Regions from separate parts of the Mus musculus genome. Here all the other regions are linked to region 3. The links are chromatin contacts, called in public promoter capture Hi-C maps. All regions are on one chromosome and are shown on one strand. The core of a region is the stretch at or near the end of the contact, and the rest is flanking DNA. Distances in the headings are between cores, read along the strand shown. Region 1 holds the start of Tac1 (tachykinin 1). Region 2 overlaps Gm20619 (predicted gene 20619). Region 3 holds the start of Dlx5 (distal-less homeobox 5). Region 4 overlaps Gm20619 (predicted gene 20619).

What was found. Promoter capture Hi-C pulls out the DNA fragments that hold promoters and counts their contacts.
Region 1: a contact with region 3 is called in a promoter capture Hi-C map of embryonic stem cells. The contact joins the promoter of Tac1 here to the promoter of Dlx5 in region 3. A contact is called at or near these places in 2 of 39 promoter capture datasets (both in embryonic stem cells) and 1 of 9 other capture datasets (adipose tissue).
Region 2: a contact with region 3 is called in a promoter capture Hi-C map of frontonasal cranial neural crest, with 6 times the contacts expected there. The contact joins the enhancer-like site here to the promoter of Dlx5 in region 3. A contact is called at or near these places in 4 of 39 promoter capture datasets (the C10 cell line, cranial neural crest, frontonasal cranial neural crest and 1 more), 1 of 484 Hi-C or Micro-C datasets (liver) and 7 of 115 datasets of contacts at active chromatin or transcription factors (craniofacial prominence, embryonic forebrain, embryonic hindbrain and 4 more).
Region 4: a contact with region 3 is called in a promoter capture Hi-C map of second pharyngeal arch cranial neural crest, with 7 times the contacts expected there. The contact joins the enhancer-like site here to the promoter of Dlx5 in region 3. A contact is called at or near these places in 9 of 39 promoter capture datasets (the C10 cell line, cranial neural crest, embryonic stem cells and 6 more), 3 of 484 Hi-C or Micro-C datasets (the MC3T3-E1 cell line, cranial neural crest and palatal mesenchyme), 7 of 115 datasets of contacts at active chromatin or transcription factors (craniofacial prominence, embryonic basal ganglia, embryonic forebrain and 3 more) and 2 of 9 other capture datasets (embryonic stem cells and embryonic trunk).

What each region holds. Positions count from the first base shown.
Region 1 is chr6:7,552,321-7,558,190 of GRCm38.p6, forward strand. It overlaps Tac1 (tachykinin 1), which reads left to right and starts at 2,741. Exons shown (of 7, transcript NM_009311.3): 1 at 2,741-2,841; 2 at 3,285-3,416; 3 at 4,364-4,460; 4 at 4,896-4,940; 5 at 5,400-5,423. The coding sequence starts at 3,294.
Region 2 is chr6:6,333,113-6,338,729 of GRCm38.p6, forward strand. All of the region lies in intron 3 of Gm20619 (predicted gene 20619), which reads left to right. Among named protein-coding and RNA genes, the nearest start is that of Gm34749, 13 kb to the left of the region's middle. Within about 2 kb of position 3,934, at least 1 of the 459 cell types and tissues checked has an H3K27ac peak or open chromatin away from gene starts, as enhancers often do.
Region 3 is chr6:6,878,597-6,884,095 of GRCm38.p6, forward strand. Dlx5 (distal-less homeobox 5) reads right to left here and starts at 3,472. Exons shown (of 3, transcript NM_010056.3): 1 at 2,936-3,472; 2 at 930-1,114. The coding sequence starts at 3,290.
Region 4 is chr6:6,362,665-6,368,203 of GRCm38.p6, forward strand. The region is part of intron 3 of Gm20619 (predicted gene 20619); the gene reads left to right. Among named protein-coding and RNA genes, the nearest start is that of Gm52888, 25 kb to the right of the region's middle. Within about 2 kb of position 1,512, at least 8 of the 459 cell types and tissues checked have an H3K27ac peak or open chromatin away from gene starts, as enhancers often do. A contact at or near this core is called in craniofacial prominence, embryonic limb bud and second pharyngeal arch cranial neural crest, where this site is marked.

The DNA of each region.
Region 1 (5,870 bases), core at 1,491-3,990, 670 kb after region 3:
ATGAAATTCTTGGGCAAATGGATGTATCTGGAGGAGATCATCCTTAGTGAGGTAATCCAATCACAAAAGAAGTCACTTGATATGCTCTCACTGATAAGTGGATATTAGGCCAGAAACCTAGAATACCCAAGATACAATTTGCAAAACACTAGAAAATCAAGAAGAAGGAAGACCAAAGTGTAGATAATTTATTCCTCCTTAGAATAGGGAACAAAATACCCATGGAAGAAGTTGCAGAGAAAAAGTTTGGAGCTAAGTCGAAAGGATGGACCATCCAGAGACCACCCCACCTGGAGATCCATCCTATAATCAGCCACCAAACCCAGAAACTATTGCATATGCCAGCAAGATTTTGCTGAAAGGACCCTGATATAGCTGTCTCCTGTGAGGCTCTGCCAGTGCCTGGCAAATACAGAAGTGGATGCTCACAGTCATCTATAGGATGGAACACAGGGCCCCCAATGGAGAAGCTAGAGAGAGCACCCAAGGAGCTGAAGGGGTATGCAACCCTATACGTGGAACAACAATATGATCTAACTAGTATTGCCAGAGTTTGTGTCTCTAGCTGCATATGTAGCAGAAGATGGCCTAGTCGACCATCATTGGGAAGAGAGGCCCCTTGGTCTTGCAAACTTTATATGCCCCAGTCAGGAATTTGCCAGGGCCATGAAGTGGGAATGGGTGTTAGGGGTGCAGGGTGGCGGGAGGGTATAGGAAACTTTCAGGATAGCATTTGAAATGTAGGTAAAGAATATATCTAATAAAAAAAGAAAATATGTAATAAAATAAATAAATAAAAAATAAAAATAAGATATAAAAAGAAAGAAATTTATCAACAATGTATGCCTGGATTGTGGTCTCTACTTACCATGTACAACTCAATGAAAATGAAGGCTCCTTAGAGGAAGACTTGGAGTCTCAGGTAGGAAACAGATCAAAACCAAGGGAATCATCACTTCCTTTTAATTACATATCAAAAGCCTTGGAAGAACTTTATGCTAGCCAAGAATGGCATAAGTTCAGCATCAAGTAATGAGTATCTATCTACCTTGCATTGAAATGTATCAACTCTGCTTAAATCTGTGAGGTCTTTGTCTTAAAAAATAGGTCATACCTTAAAAGCTCTAAATTGGCAATTTTTAAAGTTGGTAGATCATGGATTTATTTCATATTTCCTGAATTATGTATCAGAATAACTCCATAGTACATGAGAACATATTTTCTACATAAGCGGAGGCATGAAATTTTCAAATTGTTTAGGCAAATGACTGTACATTTGTGTTCACCATTTCTCCTTTTAAAAGTTTTGAAAATAAAAATAGAATGTTCACATTATGAAATCCCTCTGAATGTCTACATTTAGGTTTTAAAACAATATAAACACTGGAGGCAAACATTAGTTTGGCTTGCAAACACTTCTTTCCTCTTCATATTATACTAAAAACATATTAGGGAACGATGATTCCCAAAAGAAAACAACTCTATCCAAAAGACCCCATCGCTCTGGGTGTGGTGGTACACACCTGTAGTTCCAGTAACAAGTAGGCTGAGTTAGGAGAATACCCATTTTGAGTCCTAGTCTAAAAAAGTCAAAACAAATAACTGCAACATCGTTTACTTCATCCAAAGATGGAAAAGTATTATACATCTGGGACAGAAGGTATCTGTAAAACCGTGGTTTGCTAAAGACTTCTGTCTCTGACAGATCTGCAGCACACACACACACACACACACACACACCCTTGGTGACAAAGGTAAACATACAGACTTTATAGCCCTCCAACAAGGCTTAAGGGGAGAGAGGCACAATTATTCTCTTGCAACTCCCTCTACCTTCTGTGTGTGACTGCGAAGAAGCTTCAGAGGAACGAAAGAGGTCCTCAGATGGCTGGTGGGTACGTTCCACATGCTGTTCTACATGCTACAGCGTCCTTGAATGGCTGGTGGGTAAGTTCTACATGCTACAGCGTCCTCAGATGGCTGGTGGGTAAGTTCTACATGCTACAGCGTCCTCGGATGGCTGGTGGGTACGTTCCACATGCTGTTCTACATGCTACAGCAGGCTTCAATTCTTCTTTCTCCTAAATGTAAAGCAAGTCTGCTTTCCTCCTCTAGAACACAAGACTGAAACCCCTTTGCAAGGCTAGAGAAATGAGAGAGAGTATTCTGGCTGATTTAGGGAGGGAGGGCTGTTCCAGCCATGTAACACCTCAGGAACCTTTAAGACACATACAGGTAGAGCTAGAAGGAAAATCCCCGCTTGCCTCATCCCACTGAAGTGCTTGCTAGTGTCTTAGTGTCATTTCACAAGGTTTTGTTGCGGAAGTTATTTGGCTGTCCTCAAAGCTCAAGATTCCCTGACTCCTCTAGAGAGAAAAGTTCCCAAAGTCCGAGGCATGAGTCACTTCACTCAGTTTTGATGAGTAATCTCAGGTGTCACTGAACCTTGTTCGGAAGAAGAGGGGAGGAGGGCGTCAGATTGTCAGACGAAGAAAACAGGTCTCTCTGGATTGGATGGCAAGACCTCGACTTCCCTAAAATTGCGTCATTTCGAACACAATTTGGTCCAGATGTTATGGACTCCGACGGGTTACCGTCTCGGAAACTCTACATCACGCAAGCGAAAGGCGAGGGGGCGGCTAATTAAATATTGAGCAGAAAGTCGCGTGGGGAGAGTGTCACGTGGCTCTACAGGCTCGTCACGCCTGAGATAAATACCGCAAAGCAGGAGCTGGGGACTAGACCGCACTCGGACCTGCTCCGCTCCTGCACCGCGGCCAAGGAGAGCAAAGAGCGCCCAGCAAGTGCGCACCTGCGGAGCATCCCCGCGGTCTGACCGCAGTGAGTACCACTCTAGCCTGCCAGCCAAGGCTGCCTGGGACCCGTCGTGCCTTCGTCGGAGGTGGCGTCCGCCCTGGCTCTGCTCCCACTCCATTCTCAGACCCGGAGAGAAAGTGTGCAAATACCAACGCCTCTCTTTGTCTGCCACCTGCAGAGTCTTCAGGCTTGAGAGTGTGGGCCAGTGGGTAGGGGGCTGGGACGCTGAGACTCAAGGAGAGGAGGATTTGAGGCTCTTTGGCGCCTCAGGAGCCTTCTTAAAGGGTTTGGAGAAGTGTTCGACCTGGTGGGCTTTTGGTTTTGTTTTTATTTTAATCTTGGTTTAGCGGGACCTGTTCTTTCTTCCTTGTGGCACTGAAATTCAGCTGCTCTAACTCTTGGGTGGCCACAGCCTCCTTATGTATAATGTCTCTTTCCCACCTTCCTCTGTCTCCTACTCTCTTCAGAAATCGAACATGAAAATCCTCGTGGCCGTGGCGGTCTTTTTTCTCGTTTCCACTCAACTGTTTGCAGAGGAAATCGATGCCAACGATGATCTAAATTATTGGTCCGACTGGTCCGACAGTGACCAGATCAAGGTGAGTCCCAAACGGGCGTGGGAGCTGTTGCCTTCTCCTTGTGGTAGCACCCTGATTAGCCCAGCTTGAGCTGGAGAGGCGCACTGGAATATAAAGGTCATCACGTCCCGGACAAGGCACAGGGCTTATTGCCCAGAACCAAACTAAGTTTCCTCCCTGAGGGAGGGCAACGTCGTAGGTTCAGTCAGTGTCTCCCCAGTATCTCGCCCCTCCCACCTCCTCTCTCTCCTCTCTGTCTTTCTCTCTCACAGCCGGGTTCTCACCACGCTGGAAACCTCATTAGGTTTTAATCCCTACTTACAGGGTTGGGGAGGAGGGGAAATCGAGGGGGGAATTTAGTAAAACCGCACTGCCAGAGCGTTTGAGATGCTGGATAGAGAAGTGAATCAGTTAATGGGGGCAAAAGCGGGATTTTACTTAGCTGCGGGGTCTCAGTGGAGAAACTAACTCCGCACTCCAGCATTCAGTGCTCCAAGTTTCCCTGTACATCACTCTTGGCTACTGGCTCCAAGGAGCGCGCCTTGGGAAATGGTGAAAGTTGTGCGGTGGTGCAAGGTTGCTCTGAAAGTATCCTCACCCTTCTTCATCCACCCTACTGTTCACAGTTAGGACAGTGAGAGGACTTCGAAGCCTCGCTGAGAGCAAACAAAGGTGATAACAAGAACTTGAGTGAGCCCTCTGGTGCAATTAAGAGCAGAAAGCTTACAGGATCCAGGGCTGGCAGGTGTGGCGCTGCTGCAGGAGCCTCCCCGGTAGACTTTGTGGAGAAGGAAATCCCAGGCGGGGCCAGATTGGGGAAAGTGTATAGGTTTTAGTATGGCCCAGACGCGTGCTAGCCCACCAGGTTCTGGTGTCTGGGGGAATCTGTGGCTCTGGGGGACGCTCAGGTGCACCACTAAGGTGATCCTGGTTCACTTAAGTTGTCTGCTCGCGGGTTTGTCCCCCAGGAGGCAATGCCGGAGCCCTTTGAGCATCTTCTGCAGAGAATCGCCCGAAGACCCAAGCCTCAGCAGTTCTTTGGATTAATGGGCAAGCGGGATGCTGGTGAGATGAGCAATAGTCACTAGATCTATCAGGCTACCTGGTCTGCATGCTTGCTCCTTCCTGGAGAACCCAAATGTCTCTTGTACTGGGAGTATAGATTTACACGCCTAAAGGCTTTTGATTCCCAGAAGTCTTCGATCTGTACTTCACTAACTCTAGATCGTGGGGGGAGGGGGAGGGGATCCATTTCTCTTGCTTCACTGCACCAAAGTGATGCAAATTGGAAACTAACCTTAGCTAAACAGTCCTCTGACTAAAGATCCAAATTACAAGGATCTCCAGGTATGTTAATAGTCCAGGCTCAGGTGAAAGATGTCTTCTTGGATTGGGCTAGATTTGGCTACCCCTTGTGGGTGATAGAAGTATTTAATTGCCTTGAGTTGATGGCAGTCAGTGGAGCTTGTGAAGAGTTAATGTCAATTCATCTCTTGTCAGATTCCTCAGTTGAAAAACAAGTGGCCCTGTTAAAGGCTCTTTATGGTAAACATCCCTATAAATCTTTATTTTCCTATTATGAATGATCACGTTAAAATAAAAAGCATTTTGTGCCTAATTAAAAAGTGTGTACACATCCGGATGTGGGTGCATGAGCGTGGTGTGTGTGTGTGTGTGTGTGTGTGTGTGTGTGTGTGTGTGCGCGCGCGCGCACGCGTGTATTTTAAGCTCCTGCGCATTCTAATGAGTGAGTTACTTTGATGTCAGTCTATAGCTTTACTATTATTAAGAGACCTCAAGAGTCCCACAGTTCTACCTTTTAAGCCATGGCTCATATTTGGCTTTTATTAGTAATTTGGTTGACATTCATCTATTTTAGTCCCAGGATGTCATATAAATAAGAGTCAAATATTTTGAAAATCAATTCCTTATGTGCCCTGTAAAAGATAAAGTAGCTTTTTAAAACAAACCGTGTGTCTGCTAACTGGCTTTCTTTTCTTCTAGGACATGGCCAGATCTCTCACAAAAGTAAGTTCACACTCCTTTTGACATTAATCATATCAAATGTTGCTTCCTGTGTTACCTTTTGCAGCAGAACATAGAGCCCAATAGTTTTAATAAAGACAATGTAGGGGGGAAAAGACTTACATGCAGATTGTGATCTGCTAAATAATCATTATGACTAAACTCCATAGTATCGGCAGATTGCCGTACCAAAATGCACAGTACATTTGGAAAGAAAAAGAATTAACACTTGTAATTCTTTTAGTTTTAGAATTTCTACTATAGGGTTAAAATTCCTCACAAGCACTCATGTCTGACACCTCTCCCCATGAACAGTAGGAGAGAGAGAGAGAGAGAGAGAGAGAGAGAGAGAGAGAGAGAGAGAAGAAAGAACACTTACATACAACTTCTAACTCATATTCATGAACTAACTTTTATAATGGCAAGGAAGGGGTCTTCAGCCTGTGACTG
Region 2 (5,617 bases), core at 2,684-5,183, 550 kb before region 3:
GACACATTTGCTCTAACCAGAACACACTTCCTAAGCCTTCTCAACAGCATCACCAACTGGAGACCAACTAAATGTCCAGTATTATGGAGGACATTTCATTCACACTGCCATACCTCTTCATGAAGAACATGGAAGCTGGGAGGCTTAAAAAAAAACAAAACAAAACACACAAACATACAAAAAGCTAATCACATGGTACTATGATCTGGTAGGATTCATTTATGACAGTGCTTCAGATTTCCCTATTGGCTTTGATGTGGTTTGGTTTCTCACAAAAGGATCGATCCATGAATCACTGTTGACATTTTGCATAAGAGGGAGGGCGATGAGCATCCATGGTTTTATATCTTGTTCATAAGCCCATTTATGTTGGACAGTTGACTAATAAGAAGGTAAATATAGCCTTAATTGGCTCAGGAGATTGGCTAAATTTCAGGTAAAAAGGGAATTGTCTATCCTTTTGAACTTTGGAGAATACAGGCTTTTGTTTTGTTTTTCTGTTTTTCTGTAGAATATATCTGGGACGCATGAGATAAAACTGATATTGAGGAACACAGAGCAGAGAGAAGGAAAAAGCTGGCTCATGATGCACCATTGTTCAGATTGTCTTAAGCTGTGTCCACCTTTGGTGTTCGAGTTGTATGAGGTCATTGGGGGTGGGGGTGGGAGGTGCGGTGGGTGGGTATCAGAAAGCTTTGTGTAGTGAGGAATATATTTGCTGATACATGGACTCAGCATCTGGGGATACAGATTTATTTAGCTAAAGATAATGGTTGAAAATAATCTTGTAGGGAAGCCATGAGACATAAAGCTAAAAACACCTGATGCTAGTACCTCTACTTAATAATGGCTATATCTTATGCAAGTCACATGAGCTCTTTTTGCATCTGCCAATATGTAAACAGTTAAGTATTACTATTTATCAGAAAAGGCATCAGTTACATGAAGATGATATACATTGCTCCCTAGCCATAAACATGGTAATGACTAGAATTAGTCATTACCTTCTTTTTTCTTAGCTTTTGGAAAATCTTTCCTAGAACCCCCACTGCCTTTGTTTATTGCCCCATTTGATGGTTTTTCCTTTCTAAGGTTGTGAATGTGGGATATCCCAGAACATAGTGGTACCCATCTTTTTTACCTTCTTTCACCTCCCCATGGGACAATTCAGATTCAAATCTTTACTTGCCCTTGCTCTGGTTTCACTGCTGTGGCCGAGTCTTCAGCCCTTCTCTAGTGCTCTGAAGCAAGCTTCCTGATTTACCACTCCATCTAGTTGCCTGTTAGCATCTTAATGTAAGTATCACAGAGAGCCATCCTTCTTTTATACATAATAGCTACTGTATTCATATCTGTGGTGCAACTCTGGTCATTCTGTTCCTCACCAGCCACTCCTTAATTGATTTTCCACACAGCAGCTAGAGTGGTGTCCTTCTTACATCAGGAGTCAGAAGTCATCTCTTCAGTGCCTAGCATATTCCAGTAGCTTCCACAAGACTGGTTCCCCATCTAGTGTTCCTTAAGCTTCAACTGTCCCTACCTTACAGTGCCTGTGGTGTCCTTCTCTGCGCCTGGCCCAATGCTATTCTATTTGCTCACCATCTGGAAACATATTTCTGGTAGCTGGCTTTCTCTCATTTAATTTATTTAGTCTCCAACTAGAATGCTATGCTTCTGAGAGGCTGTCCCTAAAGGTTCCAAGGGTGCAGTCCCATTATTTGCTTCCGATTTCTCAGTGCTTATTACTCAATGGAGCATCTCCTCGTTCACCTAGTTCCCTCTCTAGATTCGAGCTGTGGTAGAACAGAAGCATCAACTGGACGATTAATCATACTACTCCCTTCATGGCGAACAGGCCTTGGTCCCTGGGGCTTCTCAAAGGCTGTTTTCCTTCTAAAGAAGAGTGAATGAATGTGTACTATTACTAGTAGTTATAATTAACTAATATATCATCTAACTTTTTGTTGTGGCCTTTCCTTTACATTGCCCGGTATTGTTCCTATGATAACTTGAGACAAATATTATTTTTACATTCATGTACAGATGAACTAAATATTCTTTGTCCTTTCACCCTACATGCCAAGGGTGAAAGAACTGCATTTTTGAAGCCTCTATAGAAGAGAGTTGAGGAACGTTAGTGAAATTGTTTAATAGGCTGAGCTAACCATCTGTGAATTTTTGCTTTTTGTTCTCAATCAAATGTTAGAAATTGAACTACACGTGTTTCCATCCCACACACTACAAACCATTCAGACAAAATGTTCTCTATTATCCTGGGTCCAGATGTAAGAGGTCCATGGTAGTCAATGCTCTGTAATTAAATGAGATTTCAGGCCGAGCTTCTAATCCCCTGAGACACAGACTGCGCAGCTGTACTAATAACTCGGCTGATTATATGGAAGGCCAGCCGAGTCCTTATTCCTTTATGTACATGCACACATACACATGCGCACATGCGTTCTCATTTATGTTTTTAAAGCCAACAACAATTGAAACACACGGTTCTCATTCTATCTTTAAATATGGGAAATAATATTAGATTAAGTTAATGTAATCACTAACATCATGTTCTGTAAATTGAAAACTAATGCGGCTTTGTCCCCCAGACTGCTGGAGAAACCAGTATTTGCAGAACACCCAGATCTATACTTTTCAATGATAAAAATATATGTAGCCCACTTAGAACAAGGTGTATGAGTTATGATTTTATTGTGTTTGATTTATAGGCTTCCTCAGTCCTTATTAAATTTAAGATTTTACGATTGAGGAAAGGCCTTAAAGAAAACATATTCTGTGGTTAAAGATGCATCCCACATGTGCTGGCTTGGCAATTTAAAAGGCAGGAACACTCCTCCGTGTTTGGCTCCATGGCACGGCCAAGCCCTCTAATCACAGGGCTGAGGTTACTGGGGCTGGAGTAGAAGGTACCAGCATTGGGAATACATGTTGAGAGCAGTGCTATTTTTTTTTTTTTTTGAAGACTGATGTTAATATCAAAATCTACTCCAGGACAAAAGTTCAATACAGAGAGGCTTCAAGCGTTACATAAACGTTTGTCTTTCGAAGCATTACGTAAACGTCTGTCCTTTACCTTTTTTTTTTTTTTCCAGGTACTAAGGATTTAACCCAGGACCCTATACATATTGAATACCCCTAGCTTGCATCATGGCAATGTCTTCTCTGAGAATATATTCAGAGTAGCAATGCCTAAACCTACCAAGAGCTGGACAGAACCTTAGAGATGTGCATCTAGAGAAGGATGGTACAGAAGCAGACACTCTCAGCCTAGAACTGGAGGTCATACTCCTGTGAACAACTTAGTCTCCAGCACTCTGGTCACCCTCAAGCATCTATGTTCTAGCTCTGACACCACTAAAGGATGGAAACACTCTTTCAGCTTGTTCAAGCACTCCTTCCCCCAGGAATCTTCACCCCAGTGTACGCCTTGTCTACTTGGTGATGTTTTGGTGGACCCTAAGGAATTGTCTTTGAACACTTCTGCATCTTTTTGTGTCTGTTCTATCAATGATTATGTTCTGTCCTGCCTTCTATGCTACACAGGGACAGGCAGCTTCATTCTCTACTTTCTTTTTCTTCTCTCTCATCTTAAGCTGTCCTTGGTTCTTTCCTCTTCCCCACCCACTTTACCACAATTGTCAGACCTTGCTGAGTCTCTCCTCTCAGTATCTCTCGAAACTGTTGTTTCTTTATATTCCAACAGTCTTCTATGAGTGCAGGTCAGATCCAGGCCTTGCTAGTTGAATTATTTTTCCCACTCAAGTCTTGTCCCACTGTCTCCAAACTTACTCTGCAGCCAGAATGATGGTTTTGCAATGCCGATAACCACATTCCCTGCTCCACCCTTCAGTACCTTCTCCTTTCTAAGCCCCTTAGCATGGCTCACTGTGTTCTGTGAGCATCTTCCCCCTTCTATCCACACTTGCCCGATGCTTTACACACCAGACATCATTCCTGCTACTCTCTTCATGAAAGAAATCCCTCTTGGGGCTTTGTCTATGCTTCCTAGTACTCTGCCCGGACCTTCTCCATGTTCATTCCTTCTGATGCTGTGTTCAGCTTTGTCTTAGTCAGGGTCTCTATTCCTGCACAAACATCATGACCAAGAAGCAAGCTGGGGAGGAAAGGGTTTATTCGGCTTACACTTCCATGCTGCTGTTCATCACCAAAGGAAGTCAGGACTGAAACTCAAGCAGGTCAGGAAGCAGGAGCTGATGCAGAGGCCATGGAGGGATGTTCCTTACTAGCTTGCCTCCTCTGGCTTGCTCAGCCTGCTCTCTTATAGAATCCAAGACTGCCAGCCCAGAGATGGTCCCACTCACAAGGGGCCTTTCCCCCTTGATCACTAATTGAGAAAATGCCTTACAGTTGGATCTCATGGAGGCATTTCCTCAACTGAAGCTCCTTTGTCTGTGATAACTCCAGCTGTGTCAAGTTCACACACAACTAGCCAATACAAGCTTAGATACCACTTTAACCTGGATCTCTTCCCCTCTCTACCTCATCTTGCCCTTCTCTCCCTTCAAGTTTTGTCCTTTTCTCATACAGCCCTTACCCATTGTTATAACTAATCCCCTCCCCACAGTCTTCCTTCCATTCAGAGTTAGAAACTCAAGAATAAAGACTATTCTTATCTCCTCTTTGTTCTTATTACCTAGTTCCATGCCTGACATAGCAAACATCACTTAACAGTTACTGGATAAACCTTTATTCTTACATCTAGCATACACTTTGACTCAGTGCCTTGCACACAGTAGATATCCAGTACCATTTTGATGAGTCTGACTCAACTGACACATTGTTCAAATTGTTGATTTGAAAGCCAAGGTCTTTCATTGGAGAATAACAGAGTTGACTCGTTTAAGAACGACCAGGATGTTTATTTGCTGAAAATAGATTTGACTAGCTGGTCTGTGACATTTGACCATGAAAATGATAGAATAAACAGATCACCTTATGACTGCTATTATCCTTTCTTCAGGCATTGATATAGAACCTCTATGGGGCAACTTCATCTATTTAATGCCCCCAAATTGTCTGCTAACAAGTTTCTCAAGAGTGAAAGTGATCATATGATAGTTATATTAATATCAACTGTTAACATTCTTGCATTCTTTACATTGCCAGTCATTTACTACTCACAGTGGGGCTATGAAGAAGCTACTGTGTTTTCAGTTCCATGTAGTAGCTAAGGCAAAAGAAGGTTAAATGTTTAACACATTTAACAACACATTTCACACAACTGGAGAGTTTGGCAGAGCTAGTATCCGAACCTCCATGGACTTCCTTCGGATTCATGTTGTTTCCCAGTGACCGCTGTGGAGATTGTGAGTTTCTGAGCTACGTAAGAGCCTGGGAAGTCTTGCAAGGGCAGCATATGTAGTACTGCAGAAACAAGGTCAGCCTCCTGTCGTACCTGCTGGACTTGATTTTAATAAAGTGCTGTGAGCAAGGCATGAGAGAAATGGGAGCAATTTGGAAATAAATTACTTCCATTATGCTGCAGGATCTCCTATGTACTGTGGCATTTAGGAATTATTCACAGATGTATGTTTACAGTTAAAAAATCAACTATACTGTGCTCAATTATATGAGGGGA
Region 3 (5,499 bases), core at 2,222-4,721:
AACTAACTACCAGCAGCAAGCCGCCCATCGCCAGGAGGTTGCAGTTTCAGCCTAGGCAATGGGAGGGACGCACAGAGGGAGCTCTGTCCAGCTCAGCGGGAACCAGCTTCTGCTACCCCAAGGCTTTGTCTTTTATTCACTCTAGACCTGGTCGCACGTGTGGGCCTGTGCACCAGGTCACTGGGGAGGATACCTCTCCTGCTCGAAGGCCAGAGTCCCCGATGGGGAGGGGCTTGGGCCAAACTGTAGGTGCACTGTGCCAAGGGAAAGGAGAGATTGTCCAATCTCCTGTCCAACTCCCTTCAGTCCCCTCGGCACTGGGAGGCCAGACTCTGCCTGAAGCTCTGGGCTGCGACTTGAACATTCCTTATTCTAGGCCCCAGCGGGCGGGGTTGGGAGGGAAAAGAAGGGGACAATCCCGGAGGGTTTCCCCGTACAACAGCGCCCCCCACCTCGCGACCTTCAGGCTGCTGAGGCTTGATCTGCCTCAGGGATAGGGTCGACCGGGACAGGACGATCCAGGCCTTTGCATGGCTGGAGACTCATCATCAGGCCAATAGTAAGGCAAGCTTCTCACTGTGAAGGGACCCAGACCTTTTTCAAGAGCGCGAGGCAGATTCCCCCTCCTCCCAGAAATACCCCTTCTCTTGTTTTCACTATGGAACCTTGGTCCCCAGCCTTTGGTGGTTAAAGCAGGGGTGGGTTTGGGTGGGAGGGGATGGCGGCAACTCGGGACAAACGACGAATCCCGCGCCCACCGCCACGTGGGCCTGGCTCATGGAGGGAAAGATGCATCGGTTGGTGTCTTTCTATCTGTGAATTTCTGCAAAGTGCTAGAGAATCGGCTCCAGCCAGTCGGGACCGAACCTTGCAGCCGAGCTGGGCTTGCAGGCGAGGCGGGGCCGGTACTTGGCGGCGGCCGGATTTACCTGTGTTTGCGTCAGTCCTAGAGAGGCGGCCAACTCCGCGCGTTCTGGCAGGGCGAGGTACTGAGTCTTCTGAAACCTTCTCTGTAAAGCGGCCAGCTGAAAGCTGGAATAAATAGTCCTGGGTTTACGAACTTTCTTTGGTTTACCATTCACCATCCTCACCTCTGGCTCCGCCACTTCTTTCTCTAAATAACCAAAACAGACTAGGTTAGAGCTTCCTGGCAGACAATGGCTCGTTTGCACAGGCCCTCAAATCAGCGAGATTTTGTTTGTTTTGAAATATGTAGTCATCTTTCTCTTTCCCAATATCACAATCTTGGCTTTTCAAACCCCAGAGAAATCTGTCCCATCCTCAGATCATACATGGAAGAGCTGGCGAGTCTCTGACTACTAGCCACTGTGTGCGTGGGGCACTTTGTACACATCAAGTTCTTCGCTTTAGGGATGGAACCCTTTGGAGATGCTTATTTTTCTCATTATTTTTTCCCTCCCTGTATTCACCTTGTGTGTTTCTGGGACGCGAATAGCCACTCCAATCCCTGGGCGTCACGCGAGGAGGCCCCTGGGCCATGACCCTCTGTCGGCGTCTGTTCGGGCGCCCGCAGAGGCTAGACGCTTGGGCAGGGAAGACGCTAGCCAAGGGCTCCAAAGTTCAAAGACCGACAAGCAAACTATGTTCCTTCACTACAGCGGCAAGCGGTCGGTCGGGGCTGCGGCAGACAGAGAGCCGATTATGTAGTCCCCATAATCTCACTGCAGATCTGAGAGGGCACAGATGTGTCTGGTTTCTTTCACAAATAGACTTAATATGTTCTTGACCAAAAAAAAAAAAAAAAAAAATCCTCTCCCTATGCAAGGATACAGAGACAGCAAGAGGAGCAGACTCAAACTTCCATCAACAATGTATTGCAAAGGAATCTGTAGTAAGGATATTTTCGTAGTAAAGGGGAGGAACCAAGGAAGAATTCTCACTGTCATAAATGTACCCCGCTGGGGTCCTGTGAATCCGTGTTTTGCTAATGTGCCCCTAGGCCACATGGCCCCTTTTCCCCCTTCAGTCCTGAAAGGAGTGGAAGAGTCGGTGTATGAAGCTGCTGCCAGAGGAAGGGTGGAGAAGGAGGGAGGGCTGCGGTCTCCGCTCTACTGGAGTAGGGGATGCTAATATTAGCAGCCTTATTAATGTGTCGGTGAGGGGAGATCAAAATCGACTAGTAAAATTTCTCCACTGAGACTTCACGCCTCTCATTTACCGCCCAAGCTCTCTACCCCACTGTAACGCTCTAAGGAAGTTTCACAGTGGACGGAAAGGGGAGTCTGTGGGGAAGAAGGAAGGCAGACAAATTCTAGGCACTTACGGAGAGAGCACTCGATGGAGTGTGTGTGTGTGTGTGGGGGGGGGTCCCTCTAACAGAGTGAACTCTCGGCAATCCTCCGCTATTTTAAATGACTTTTTGTATTTGGAAATACCTTGGATAAACCGCAAAGTTCCCTGTTCGCTTTTCTGTCAGGCTGCAGCCCTCCGGCCCCCAGGTCACCCGGTGTGCTGCCCGCACCCTCCATGAGAGGCCTCGGGGCGCTTCGCTGGCTAATCCAGACTAGATCTCACCAACTCAGCACGCTCACCCAGAATTCCAACTAACTTTCCTTTTATTACGCAAACACCACTAGGGCTGCTTGATTTCACCCACCCCCCGCCCCCCAAATCCCTTAGCCTCTTTGCAGCCAAGCTGGCTTTCTGGCTAGGCCAGCTAGGAATCCAGCTAAGGAGGGATCCTCGAGCAGCGCCAGAGGCAAAACACCCGATTAAACCTCTTCAAAAGTCCTCCACTGCCCCCCCCCCCATGCCGGTGTGAGGTGCTGTCCTGTTTGCAGTCCCAGGCCCCCACTCGCTTCTGCGAAGCACCCTTCTATGGGTGCGGACAGCGTGGCCCTCATCTACCACCCAACTTGGCGCCCGCGGGGTTACGGATGCCCTGGGTACCTGCCTCCCGCCCCCGCGCGCCTACCTGGCTGGCTGGTGGCACTCGGGACGCGGTTGTAGGCGCCGCCGTACTGGTGGTAGGGGCTGGCGTAGCCGTAGTCGGCATAAGCCTTGGCCGGGTAGCCGGCTGCGGAGCCGTTCACGCCGTGGTACTGGTACTGGTAGGGGTTGAGCGCTTTGCCATAAGAAGCAGAGGTAGGAGAGCAGTAGCCGTGCGGGGCGGCCCCCGCGGGACTGTAGTAGTCAGAATCGGTGGCCGAGGACTCGGGCAAAGTTGGCGATTCCTGAGACGGGTGGTGCATGGCGGCGGACGTCGGGAACGGAGCTTGGAAGTCGCCGGATCGGATGCTTGGGACTCTTCTGTCAAACACTCCTGTCATAGCTCCCGGGCGGTGGCTGTTCTTCTACTGCGGCGGCCGCTGCTGCCTGAATTGGCTGTGGAGCTGCTCTGGTCTAAGCAGACATGGCTGTGGGAGCGAGGGAGGAGGAGGAAGAGGAGGAGGCGGCGGCGGCGGCGGGGAGGAGGAGGAGGAGGAGGCTGGGAGTCGTGGAGGCTCTGTCTCCCGCAGGCTGACTGCTGGCTGAGGCGCAGCACAGCCTTGGTTAAATCCTTAATTGCGCGCTTACGCACAGCGGGGTGGATCGGGTTCCATTGGCCAGGGCTTCGGGAGCAGAGCAACACCCTAACTCGTCCAACTAGTTTTAGCACAACAAAGCATTGCTTAAAGAGAGAGAGAGAGAGAGAGAGAGAGAGAGAGAGAGAGAGAGAGAGAGAGAGAGAGAGAGAGAGGCGTACAAGGAGAGAGAGAGTGTGTGTGTGTGTGTGTGTGTGTGTGTGTGTGTGAGAGAGAGAGAGAGAGAGAGAGAGAGAGAGAGAGAGAGAGAGAGAGAGAGAGAATATGAGTTGTTCCCTGTTGGGGGAGGGAGGGTCTCAGTCGATCTCTTTTTAGTGAATAGCTTCGACAAACCAAGCAGTCCCAGGGCCTAGCTCCGTGCTGTTTGAAGACAACGTGTTCCAATCAGCAATCTCAAAAGTACAGTTTAGAGGATGCGGTTCTTGATGCTCTTTTCTTGCTCCACACCTACCAGTCCTCTCCCCCCTCCTCCGACGGAGACTGTAGGAGAGAGCACCGCTGTGGGACTGTGTGCAGAGGAGGAGCAGTGTTAGATGGCAGTGAGAACAAATGGAGAACAGCATTGTCTTAGTGGGATGATGGGAAGCAAGTTGCAACTAATTTATGTTGAAAATTTGTAAACTGGAAAACAGTTGGACACGCAGCAAGCGCTTTTGCAGAAGCCCCTGTTTCTCAGGACTCCACAGAGATGTCCAAGAATCTAGACGTCCCCAGTGGCAACTGAAGTCTTTACAGGGACTGCTGAAAATCAATGTCTTTCATTCCTGAATACCTTGCCACTGCCTGAACTCTCTTAGTTGGCTTTCCCAGAGAGCTGAGCAGCCTTTTGGTTTTTTGCTCAATATCCTCGACTACTTGGAAGCTTCTAGAATGGCTCTTGTCTCAGTTCAGGAGCCAGATTCCTGCAAACGTGAATTGATTTGGGTGTGTGACCTATAGTGTGCCTCCAGACCAAATGGAGTATGAAGACCGAAAAGTAGGCAAGGAACCAAGTCCGCTTGGGAGATGGGGTTTCGATCATGGACGACCCTCTCCTGGTTCCATTACCTACATCCACTCCAATCCCCCTCTCAATTCTTGAGTTTGGGTTCTGTAGCATCCCCCATTATTTCCTGCCTACTGAGCATCTTCGTTTATGTACAAAGGGAGCAGGGTTCAAGACTCATACACTGGCCACAGACCACCAGAAGAAGTTTATTTTGTCAACATGGGCTTTTCCTCTAGTTATGATTGAGTGAGGCCTTAGGAATGTGTTCTGATCCTCACTCAATGCTGTGTCTACTCCCCTCAAAAATGAGTTGTATCCTATTTTGGGCCTCCTTTTGGCCAGGAACCTGGGAGTGTCATTGAATGTTCAGGGTGGAATCTTCTGGTTCCTCTTCTGGTTCCCCTTTTGCCAGGGGAAGAAGTGAAAATCTGCCTGAGTTTTGTCTGAGGTTACTTTGTTCTTGTTTTGGCAACCAAGGACTCCAAGCCTCTGTCAGAGAGCTGGAAGCAGGAGGTCAGTCCCTCTCTGGAATCTGGAGCTGCAACTGGAAGCAGCAACACGTGCCTCAGGTGCACATGGGCCCCATAAACCCAGGCTACTGTTGCTTTTCCTTGGCTGTACAACTTCAGCTTTTGTCAACAACGAGAGGGAGCTAGCATGCAGCAGGGCCACCCCTTTCTTCATCTGGAGTCCCTACTTGCAGCCTTGGTGTCTCTAGATTTCCCTTCTGACACAGATGTGTGGGTTTAACAAATGTTTGCTGTTCCTTGACACTGATCCCTTGCCTTTGATTTTCATGTGGCTGTCCAGGCTCTAGATTTGCACTGAGTGTCTTCAAGGAGGCAAACGTACTGCTGACCTTACTGGATTATGATTGCGGTCTGCTCTAAAGATGCTCACCTAATCCATGGGGCCTTACAAATCAATGCCTTGAGCTGGTCAAAGTGTTCAGAGGTTATAAAAAAA
Region 4 (5,539 bases), core at 262-2,761, 520 kb before region 3:
TGTCAAATTCCAGAACAGCGAGGGCACAGCCATTTATAACAGTTCCTTATGAATCCTTTACATGGTAGTGTGCACACTTGGACCAGCAAATATTTAAGATGAAATGCTACCCAGGTGAGTCTGTTTCTCATCTTATGTAATTCTCAAAGTATGTGAAGCATTCTGAAAGTGTTCCTGCTCTTCTGAGGGCCCCATTGCTCTCGGTATTGGAAACCCGGTGCTCTGTGATGCAGGAAGGGCTCTTGGCTCTGCCTGAGTTTGGGAGCTATTTTCAGAGTAAGCTTTTAAGTCCTGTTAATACACAGAAAATATCCCCCTTGGGCAGAAGTTAAGAAGGACAGTTCCACACCTAATTTTAATAGTGTGAAACCTAGTTTTAATAATAAATGGATAACTTGACACTAAGTTGGGAATAGAAATCACTCTGCTGTAGGCAGATGTGACATTTGGAAAGTGAGCTCCAGGATTGGGCATGGCAACCAATTAGGTATGGGCTTAGAGGTGCAGTATTGATGGATACATGGTAAGGACATTCCCAGAAGGTCAGAGCAATGAAAGCTACAGGGTCTGAAACTGTAAGGAGGTGAAGAGGAGAGCAAAGAAGACAGGAGAATAAGAGAGGGGAAGAGAGGAGAGGGGAGGGGGGAGAAGAGAAGAGAGAGGGAGGAGAGAGGAGGAGCGGGAAGGGGAGGGGAGAGGAGAGGGAGGGAGGAAAGAGGAGGACATGGGAGGGGAGGGGAGGAGAGGGGAGTGGAGGGGAGAGAAGAGAGATTCTTTGAATAAATATTGCAATAATGTTAAAGGCCATAGGGATATTGTGAAATTTTATAGGTATGCATATTAATTATAGGCTGCTAAGGTTTTGAGTTATAAATAATAAATAACAAATGTATACAGCCAGATTCGCTCATTTCCACCTCCTATTCATAGACAAAAAATGAGCTTTTTAACAAGTGTATACCAAGTTTGAGATCAGTGAGACGAAGTGTGGCCTGTGTCTGGTTCTCTTCCCGTTTCCCGTCTTAGGGACTCCTGCGGGTCCTCGGGGGTCTTATTTAAATCTATATTCTCTCTTAATTCTCACTAGTGGATTACATCTGAGAAAGAAAGCAATGAGTACTTGAGGACTCCTGCTACTAGTGTGCCATGGACCCTCTATTGCAATGACAAAAGTGAAAACATAAAATGTCAACCTCTGGACCAATGTGTGGTTAGTGCCACCGCAGCACTGTTGCCCCAGGATGCCCTGAATAAACCATTGTTGTGGTTTCCCTGACAGACAGCTTGTCGGCAAATGATCAGTATTGGCCATGATTTCGGGCTAATTTCATGGATGTTTTCCAGTTTCCGTGATCTTCCGTTCCCGTTTTCCAAACAAAAGTGCTTCTGAAAATTTCTGTTTAACATCTTTCACTTTGAATAAAGAGAACAAGAAACATTCCCCTCGCAGCTGGTCTTGGTGAAATTACTTCTCTGGAGGGCCCAGCAGATGAGGGGTCTTGTTAGAGAGGCACCAGGCAGAAGGTCTAGTTCTGTATCAAAACCCATGCTGAGACCTGCAACCTGAGCTCTGCCACTCACCACCCTCTCCACCTACACACACACACACACACACACACAGTCTAAATGAACACAGATGGCTGGCACACAGACTAGGCATCGAGGAAAGCAGCCGCAGGCCTCTCTGGTTGCTGTCATTTCACGCCACAAACAGAGCAGCTTCAAGATGCTGGTGTTTCTGAATCTGAGATCAATCTGGAGTGGCCATTCAGCCACTTCCTGTTGAGACACGCAGAGAAATTGTCAGAAAGATACTCAGATCCTGATTCAACTAAAATCACACATTTCTTTAACTGACAAGTTTGCTGTTGTTTTTAGTGGAAACTATACTATGATACTATGATAGAATCCACATCAAGTTCTAATGGACAACTTGGTTTGTCTGTTTTTTGGTTTTTGTTTTTTTCCTGGAGAGTTGATCTGCATCAGCGCATCTATTTGCTTCTTTGTGTGAAATAGATTAACTTTTAAATGTAATGGAAAAGAGGATAAAAACAGATTTCACAAATGTTGAAAACCAACTAAAATCTTTAGACCCTCCTTCCAATCAAGCAAAATGTGCCTTGCCCTGTTTGTTTTAATATAAAATATGCAAACAATTACATAGATATGGAAGACATAATTATGAAGAGGTTGATATCTGAAAGGTTATTATTGATTTATGGACTTCTTTAGTTTAATAGAAGACAGATTTAGGAATAAGATATAATTCGGTTTCTGCAGGAACAATAAATGTCTCAGTGAGGAAATGTAAAATCTCATTGTATGCCTCAAAATGCAGCGATTAAATTTCAAAGGTAATTTTTGTTAAGTATGAATTCCTCAGTTTCCCTTTACGATTTCCAATTCTCTGTATGCAGAGTAAACATTGTATAAATATGTCTTCTTGTTCAAGCAAAAGGTTTAGTGTAACTCACACCATTCATGTGTGTGCGGTTTTTCTGTGTCTTTTACAGACACAGACCTTCTACAAGCTAACTGAGCTTTGAGTAATGTGATCATGCTTAATATAAGCGTGAAGAGGTATAAAAGTTTATCCCTTCCTTGCATCATCATCCCGTGCATTGGGCTTCATCTGTATATTAAACGGTTCTTGCAATGCCAGCATATAGGAGAACTTTACTTTCAACATTTAGGGATTGCATGGCATTAATAGCCAGAGTAAAATAACAACAACAACAAAATCAAATTTTCTTCTTTTAGGAAAACCTTAATTGACTAAGTCATTCACAAAAGACATAATTGTATCTTATCTAGGATTTAAAATTATATAAAAGCTTCAAAATTTGTGGCTTTTACACAAAATTGGCCCAGAGCCAAGAATCTAAAAGTGAAATGTTTTCAGAAGGGAGACACACACACAGACACACAGAAAAATACCCAGCAAACATAATGCATGCCTAGATTGAGGAATCTATTTAATAACACACACGAGCCTGCACATTCTTCCATATGTTGCATTTGTTATTTCTTTAAATTTATCTTTAGATGTGTAAAGTTTGCACCTAAAACTAGCTTTTGGAAATAATAGCTAAAGATTTCAACTTCTGGCGAGGATGGAGCCAGAAAGACTGGATTCAGTATTCCACCTTGAACATCTAGGTAACTGTCATTTCCTGCGAGAAGGCAAGCACAGGAAGTGAGTCCTATGATTATAGCAGCTTAATGACTGCAGTGTGTCAGGGATGAACGTCTAGAGGAGCAACCCAACGTTGTGGTCCAGCTGAGAGAGGCAGAACTGGCGTTCATGGAGGCCAAGACACTTAGAATTTGATAGACAGAGGTTTGGAAAGCAAGCATTACTGGCAGAGAGAGAGAGAGAGAGAGAGAGAGAGAGAGAGAGAGAGAGACAGAGAGAGAGACAGAGAGAGAGACAGAGAGAGAGACAGAAAGAGAGACAGAGAGACAGAGGCACACAGAGACACGCAGAGACACATAGAGACAGAGAGAGATAGAGAGATAGAGATACACAGAGAAACACACACACACACACACACACACACACACACACACGCGCGCGCGCGCGCGCGCACACACACAGAAACACTCAGAAAGAGAGAAAAAGCAGGAAGAGATGGGATATGAGAAAGAAAAAAGGGCAAAATCAGGAGAGAGAGAGTGATGTTTCTCATAAATAATAAATGTATTCTAAAGAAATATTTATCTCCTTTCCAATTATTTCTGTAACAAGTATATAAGCCGTTTCCAATATTTAAAGGGCATTATTATGAAGAAGTGATTACCTAGAAATTGTATGTTGGAGAGGTGTCCACAAGTTTCTGGCTGAGAACTGATTTGTACACACATGAGAGTAAAGATTGATGTGAGGGAAAGGACCACTGGAGAGAACTCGTGAAGCAAATGGGATGAAGCAGCTCGTTCATATTCCTACCAACCATGGTGGGAAGACAGCATCAGAGACATCAGACGAATCCTCAGCAAAGGTAGACTGAATTAGTTATAGTCCAAAGCTGTGGAGAGCCGTGAGCAATCGCCATTTCAAGATGGCGCTGGCTTCCACAGTGCCTAACTGGTAAACAAGCAATGTGCGCAGGTGCAGGAGTAAATTCGTGCCAAGTCACTGCCCATCCCGGGGTGTAATAGTGGGGTGATGGGTGAGCAGCTAATCAGGAGCTGACATGTCACACAGAGGGGTATTTAAACAGCTCCATTTTCAGGGTTCGGGGTCTTCCTGAGAAGTAAGCAATAAAGCTCTTCTGTAGAAGGACCTGGTTGTCCGAGTGTGTTTTGCTGGCGAAACATTACAAGGACACAAAGCCTCTCTGAATATACCCTAGCACTTTTGAAAAGCAAGCTTTGAGGTTTCTAAATTTATTCCAGGTAACCCAAATGTGTAGCAAATCAAAATCCAACATCAATTAAATGAAATGTACAACACAAAGCAGCTAATAACCAAGTTTATAATGTAAAAAAGCTGTCATTGGTATATTATTGTTTCTGTTGTTGTATACAAATATTTTGAGGTATGCATTTTATTTTACTCATAGTTTTGAAGCTGAATATCCATGAATAAGAAGCCATATTATCTTGGTTTCTGACTGAGACATAGGTTGCAGGATGGGCAGAGGTTCTCTCTCTCTCTCTCTGTCTCTCTCTCTGTCTCTCTCTCTCTTTGAACAGGGTTTTTCTTTGTAGCCTTGGCTGTACTGGAACTCATTTTGTAGATCAGGCTGGCTTCAAACTCATTTTGTAGATCTGCCTGCCTGTCTCTGCCTCCTAAGTGTTGGTTTTAAAGACATGAGCCACTACTGCCTAGCTGGGCAGAGGCATTTTTGGTTTTTTAAATTAGACCTAAGTGGGTCCTGCAAGAACTATATTACTTCATTCTGAGAGCAGCACTTCAAATATCTAAGACATCTTCCATTAGGCCCCACCTTGAAACTTCGAGCAATTGAACCTTTGGGGAATACTTCAAACTACATCTAAATCACAGCATCGGATATGCAAAAGCAGCAATAAAATATGATCAAGAGTTAGGAGCGTATCACCTGGTAGAAAGAATAGGAAACAGCAAAGATGACAGAATTAGTAAACAAAGACTATAGAAGACAACTACTATACGCTCCACAGGTTTAGAGATGGAGAGGAACTCATACGCACCGAGAGGAAAGAACAGTAAAGACTCCAAAGGAACTTTTCGAGACAAAAATGTACATCTGCAGCAAAGAATGATAGCTGAAGCTTACTGAGCATTTACAAGGCGCCAGATGCTGGACGCAGAGCTTCATACACAACCTCTCAATTAACCCCCATGGCTTTCCCGTAAAGGTGCCCTCACAGACAAAGAACCTTGGAGGAAGGAGGAATAATTGAACAAAGCAGAGCCAGAATTTGCAACCAAGTCATCTGCCTGCAAGGCTCATGTTTTTAAGTGGCATTCCACACTGCTTACATTTCTGTCTACAATAAAAATATAAGTCAGGCTAAAGAATGAGCCTCGTCCGAGGATGCTCACTGG